2 separate regions of the Mus musculus genome follow, and region 2 is linked to region 1. The links are chromatin contacts, called in public HiChIP or PLAC-seq maps. All regions are on one chromosome and are shown on one strand. Each heading gives the region's core, a stretch centred on a gene start, on an enhancer-like site or on the middle of the called end of the contact. The rest is flanking DNA. Distances are from core to core; before and after follow the strand shown. Region 1 holds the start of 5430421F17Rik (RIKEN cDNA 5430421F17 gene). Region 2 overlaps Letm2 (leucine zipper-EF-hand containing transmembrane protein 2).

Evidence for each region. HiChIP or PLAC-seq counts read pairs in DNA pulled down with a chosen protein or histone mark.
Region 2: an H3K27ac HiChIP or PLAC-seq map of embryonic stem cells shows a contact between it and region 1, with 7 times the contacts expected there. The contact joins the enhancer-like site here to the promoter of 5430421F17Rik in region 1. A contact is called at or near these places in 1 of 39 promoter capture datasets (the C10 cell line), 3 of 484 Hi-C or Micro-C datasets (bone marrow-derived macrophages, embryonic fibroblasts and gonadal supporting cells), 4 of 115 datasets of contacts at active chromatin or transcription factors (all in embryonic stem cells) and 3 of 9 other capture datasets (adipose tissue, liver and pancreatic islet).

What each region holds. Positions count from the first base shown.
Region 1 is chr8:25,304,931-25,307,630 of GRCm38.p6, forward strand. 5430421F17Rik (RIKEN cDNA 5430421F17 gene) reads right to left here and starts at 1,340. Exons shown (of 3, transcript NR_040352.1): 1 at 1,225-1,340; 2 at 696-790.
Region 2 is chr8:25,577,068-25,579,767 of GRCm38.p6, forward strand. Letm2 (leucine zipper-EF-hand containing transmembrane protein 2) reads right to left here. Exons shown (of 11, transcript NM_001364069.1): 10 at 2,653-2,700; 11 at 1,423-1,737. The coding sequence ends at 1,675. Among named protein-coding and RNA genes, the nearest start is that of D830025C05Rik, 18 kb to the right of the region's middle. Within about 2 kb of position 1,379, at least 49 of the 459 cell types and tissues checked have an H3K27ac peak or open chromatin away from gene starts, as enhancers often do. A contact at or near this core is called in embryonic stem cells, where this site is marked.

The sequences.
Region 1 (2,700 bases), core at 90-2,589:
GAGGAATTAGGGAAAAAAGGAACCTGGGCTCTGACTCAGAACCACAAGCGATCCAACAATAGGCTTTAGAACAGACCCTGGCTGAATGCCAACGGCCAGGACATACAGTCACTGGTCCAGGGAGAGCTGACCAGCCACATTCCATCAGACATAGAGGGTAATCAGGAAATACCGTATGGAAGCAAGCTTGCTCCTCTCTGTTATATGCCCAGGGGCCACCCCGATGAAGAAAGGGAGACATGGACATCTAAAAGACCAGCATTTCTCCAAAAGAGATAAAATTATCCAAAGAAATCTGTTCCGGAACATGAGATGGAAACGAGACTAGAAAACTAAGTTTGTCTTCCACGACACAGTGGCGTGGGGTCTCAGAGGACAAATCAGACTGTCTCTGAGAATCCTCCTATACTGAGGTGTCTGCTTTGGCAACTCCAGGCCATCACCTAACCTCCTTTTCAAGTACAAGACAGGGCTCATTTGAACCACAAGCCGGCAGATTTAAGTTACTATCTCTGTTTGTCACACTCAGGAGTCAACCCTGAGCTATATGATTCAAAGGCACCTGGGTAGCAAGCCCACCACAGGAGACAAAGCTTCCTATCCTAGCCCCAAGCTCCAGCTGGCTGCATCTCTCCAACTCCACAGGAGATGCTCTGACACACTCGAGCGGAGGGGGTTATGAGTCAGAAGCACACCTTCTGCTTCCTGTGCTCAGCAGCCCAGATCATTTCTTCCAGCCTTTATGCAGGAGAATCCCACGACTGGAATCCGGTCTCTGGCAAGGTCATACCTAGGGGTGGGGAGATTCCAGTCATTATGCCAAAAGTGCTTAGGAATTGATAGGACAGTGATCAAACAAAGTCTGTCTATCTGACTCTCTCCCTCTCTCCCTCTCTCCCTCTCTCCCTCTCTCCCTCTCTCCCTCTCTCCCTCTCTCCCTCTCTCCCTCTCTCCCTCGCTCCCTCTCCCTCTCCCTCTCCCTTTCCCTTTCCTTCTCCCTTTCTCAAGTATCACCTAAAACTGAATCCACTGGATCCTTTATTCGCTGTAGTTGTTATTCATCTACAGGGGAAAAAAAAAAAAAAACCAAACCCAAAAACAAAACTCCAAACATTAGCAAGAGAAAGAGGTTGGCAACGGCACCCGGCACCCGGCACCCGGCACCCGGCACCCGGCACCCGGCACCCGGCACCCGGCACCCGGCACCAGCAGAGTATTCCTTACCTGACTCTAACATTATCCCAGGCTTCTTTGCCTCTCCCCTATGTGCTGAGTGTGTAAACAGCACAAGCCATACAAGGAATGTTTGTTATGCTGTGGAAACACACACTCTCTCCCTCCGCCCCTTTTCACCCCAGGACCGGATATACACGTTCCAGAAGAGGAATATACATCCCCAGAGTCTGAAATCAAATCTGGAATTCATATCCTCTCTAAATGTACTTTATTAAAAGCAGAGATCAAGAAAAGGTTTTAGAATTATTATATTGGAGAGGTTGATTGTATAGAAAGAACTTGGAATTGAGGACAATTTTAGACATGGTTTGCAAGCTGCTCACTGTGGATTAGTGGGAAACAGGGCACTTTGGCATCTATCCTTTCTCAAAGACTTTAAAATTGGTCCCCAAACTGTATCACTAAACTGGTAAAGAAGACTGCGGTAGGGCTCACTCATCTGTAATTAACACAGCCAAGTGAATTGAACATTTGCGCGCACACATACACATAGTAGGTCAAAAAATCCCAGGAATTAAACTGTCGGTTTGAGGTTAATCTTGTAAAGTCAGTGTGCTAACAGGAATGATGGTGAGTGCAGACTCTACCTGCCATTGAAGAGTCGGTGCGGATGTGCATCTATCTGTGTGTTTGCCTGGGTGTGTGCTGAAAGCTGAGGCAGAGAACAGGAGCCTGTTGAAACTGTAGGCAGGAGGAGGCAGGCAAGGCCTCTACAATTACCCCAGAATGAGCTTGCAGCCTGTACTATTAGGGAGGTCCCTGGCTGAGGAAGCCGTGAGCTTTCTCTCCCCTTCCCAAAGGCCCAGATGATTTTGTATCAGTAACTGTTTCTGAATGCTCTTTTCCCTCGGTTTGGCATTGCGTCACTCTAAATACCATTGTAGCTCACGGTATCTCTCTGATGAAAACAGTCGATTCGCGGGGTCAGCTAACTCAACAGTGGGAGCAATGTGATTATGGGATTCACATTTTGGTAATAAAAGAAGAGCTGAACCCTTTAACCTCCCGAGGAAGGCAGAGACCGCCTGTGACCCAAAAGAAGCCTCTAGACACCGAGAGCTCCCAGAAGGATGGAGAGGGAGTCAATATTTCTGAGCTAATGTACAAGGGAGCTGCTGTGCTGTTTACTGCAAGGCTCGAAGGACAAGGCCTGGAATGCAAATCACAATCCTTGTGGGATTTTGCTGGCTGACAGCCACCATGGAGTCTAGGCTCGTCTTCTCTTTCCTTGGCGAGCAGAGCTTCTCCTGTTGCTGTATCTAAAAGGGTCCCTTTTCCAGACCACATGGAAGAAACTGTGAACCTTTAGGTAGCTGAGGCCCCCTGGACTTTTCACGTTGGCCATTTTCCTAAAACTTTTGGGTTATTTACTTAATTAAAGTGACCATAAGAGGGAATCTGAAAGTAGCTCCCAGTGGCTTTCAGGAGAATCAGCAATGGCGCCGGGTTCCTTCCGGGAATCCT
Region 2 (2,700 bases), core at 129-2,628, 270 kb after region 1:
GTGGATCTCTTAAATTCAAGGCCAGCCTGGTCTATATATTGAGTTCTAGGTCAACCAAGATTGCATGGTGATACCCTGTCTCCAAAAAAGTAAAATGGGGGATGGGAGTGGGGTGGGTCGGGGCACAGGTGGAGTCCTCAATGGCCAGACTCCATGACTTAACTACTTCCATTTGCTCATTGAGAAGGCCAGAAGGAATCCACGTGCATCAGGGAGATGAGAGGATTAAGCCAGTTAAGTAGCTAATCCCTTTCCCATATTACACATCTATAGTATGCACTAAGTTTAAAAACCCACCACTTCCAGACGGAAGTTGTATTGTGAGATACCTTAGATTAGAGCAATGGCAGCTTCCCAGAGTGGTGTATGAACACAGCCTACAGAAGTCAGTTGATTAGCACACTGGGTGGGACTGGTCCTCCATGACTAGGGAGCATTTTGAGGAGGTACATGCTCTGGGCTGGGGTGTAGTCCAGTTGCTTGAATGATGATTAAGGAGTTCATTGGCTATGTGGTAGTGGCACACACCTATAATCCCAGCACTCCTGAGTTCAAGGCCTGGGAAGTGGGTGGAGATGTCTGTGTCTTGTTTGTTTCGAGATAGGGTCTCACTGTGTAGCTCTGGCTGTCCTGGAACTCACTCTGTAGACCAGCCTGGACTCCCAACTCACAAAGAGCCACCGGCCTCTCCTTCCAGAGTGCTTGAATTAAAGGTACGTGCCACCACGGTCTGGCATATAAGTGTTTTGTTTATATATGTGTGTGTGTGTGTGTGCACCATGAATGGTACCTGTGAAGTTCAGAAGAGGTTGCTGGATTCTGTAGAACTGGAGTTAGAAATTGGTCGTGGCGACCATGTGGGTGCTGGGAACCAGACACTGACCCTCTGCAGGATTTAGTGGTCTTCTGACGGGACAGTCCCTCCAGCATCACTATCTGTTTAACTTCTCTAAGAAGTTGTGCTTTCCTGGGAAGCACGTCCGTCCTGGTCCTCGGGCACGGTACTGTTCTACTGAGGAGTCCCTCTACAAAGGCCGGCCAGGTGCTCTTAAAGGTGGTTTGGGGAGTCTCCATGTTCTGGCTAACAATTCCAAGCCACAGGAGGCAGAGAGAGGTATTTAAGGTGCCAAGCTGACTCCATTGTGAAATATATTTCCTCTTAAAAGGTCCACATCCAATTGGGCCTGGTAACATAAAGTCTACATAATCCTAGCTACTTGGGAGATGCGGTGAGGGAGGCTGAAAATTCAAGGCTAGCCTGGGCAATTCCGATCTTACCTTGCCATTTACAAAAGTGAAAGAAAGGGCAGGGGAATACATACAGCTCAATGCCAGTGCTTGCCTAGAAACCACAGCCCCACCCCCACCCCTGCTCAGTCCCCTCCCCAAGTTCACACAAACAGGAAGCCATTCGAACACAACTTGGTGGGAGTGTCTTTATGCAACGTTTAGTAAGATGACAAAATTATACAGTAGAGATGGACTGTAATTAAGCTTCTCTAAATGGCCTGAACTTGGTGTCACTGCTTGCATCTCTGGGATGGTCACAAGGCCTCCAACGACTTAATGGCTGATCCTTTATCTCAAGCCAGACAGTCTTAGCTGGAATTCCTTTGTGGACGCCACTGCTGAGCGGAGTGACTGAAGAGAGGGAGCGCCACCTTCAAGGGATCCTTAGGCTCCTTTGGAATCAGCCTTGCTGTTCTGTGAGGTCTCCTGGGACTTGGCCTGGAGGATCTGGATATAAAACAACACTTTAGGCTTTGGTCACAAACAGTTTAAATTCTGCAAGCATCTACTTTGAGCTTCTTAATCAAACTAATGGCCACAAGCCAGGCTCAGTGTGTGTGTGTGTGTGTGCACGTGTGTGTGTGCACGTGTGTGTGTGTGCATGTGTGTGTGTGCGTGCATGTGTGTTGAGCCTGTAATCCCTGTCGAGGCTGGTGAGGAAGTAGAACTGGCCTGAGTTCCAGGAAAGCTTGAACTACATTCAGAGTGAACGTGCTCCACCTTCCCCAAAGGAAAGCAACGAGACAGGGGCCACAGACTCAGACCTGTACGACTGCTTTGGTAATAAAGATGGAGATACAAACAAGCATGGAATCCCTTTCTGAGTGCCAGCCCAGCCACAGGATCACAGATGAGCCTACGGTGGACCTGTCACACACAGTTCATCTGTCCCCAGCCACCCACCCCCCCCCCCCAGTGACCTTCCTACTGTTTGCTTGTGCTTTCTCACCTCCCCCAAATTACTTGGCCCAAATGGGAGAAGTGGGCACAGAAATGTCCTATTTACGTGTCTTTTTCTGAAACTTTAATTGCTTTCCTGCTTGTATTTCCTGACATCAGAAGCCCATGTAAACTAGATAACATGTGGGAACTATTTGCATTTAACACATAAAACTAAGGATCTGCCTATAGTGTAATTAGCTCTAGACTTCCATGCTTGGGTTGCTCCAGCAGGGTGCGGACTTTCCCCCTCTACTTCGGGACAGTTGAGGGGAAGAGGTAGCGGCCATAAGATCGCTCGAGTCCAGCCTGCATTCCTGTCTGGATAGCAGCAAGACTCTTGTAGTGTTCTGTGGTATGCATGATGCTGTGGCCCCAGTGCCCTTCCAGATACCTGGGGAGAGGTTCCTCTAGACTACTTACTGCTTCTTTGGAAATAGTTGCTGCTGGTGCTATGAGTGATGACGGTAC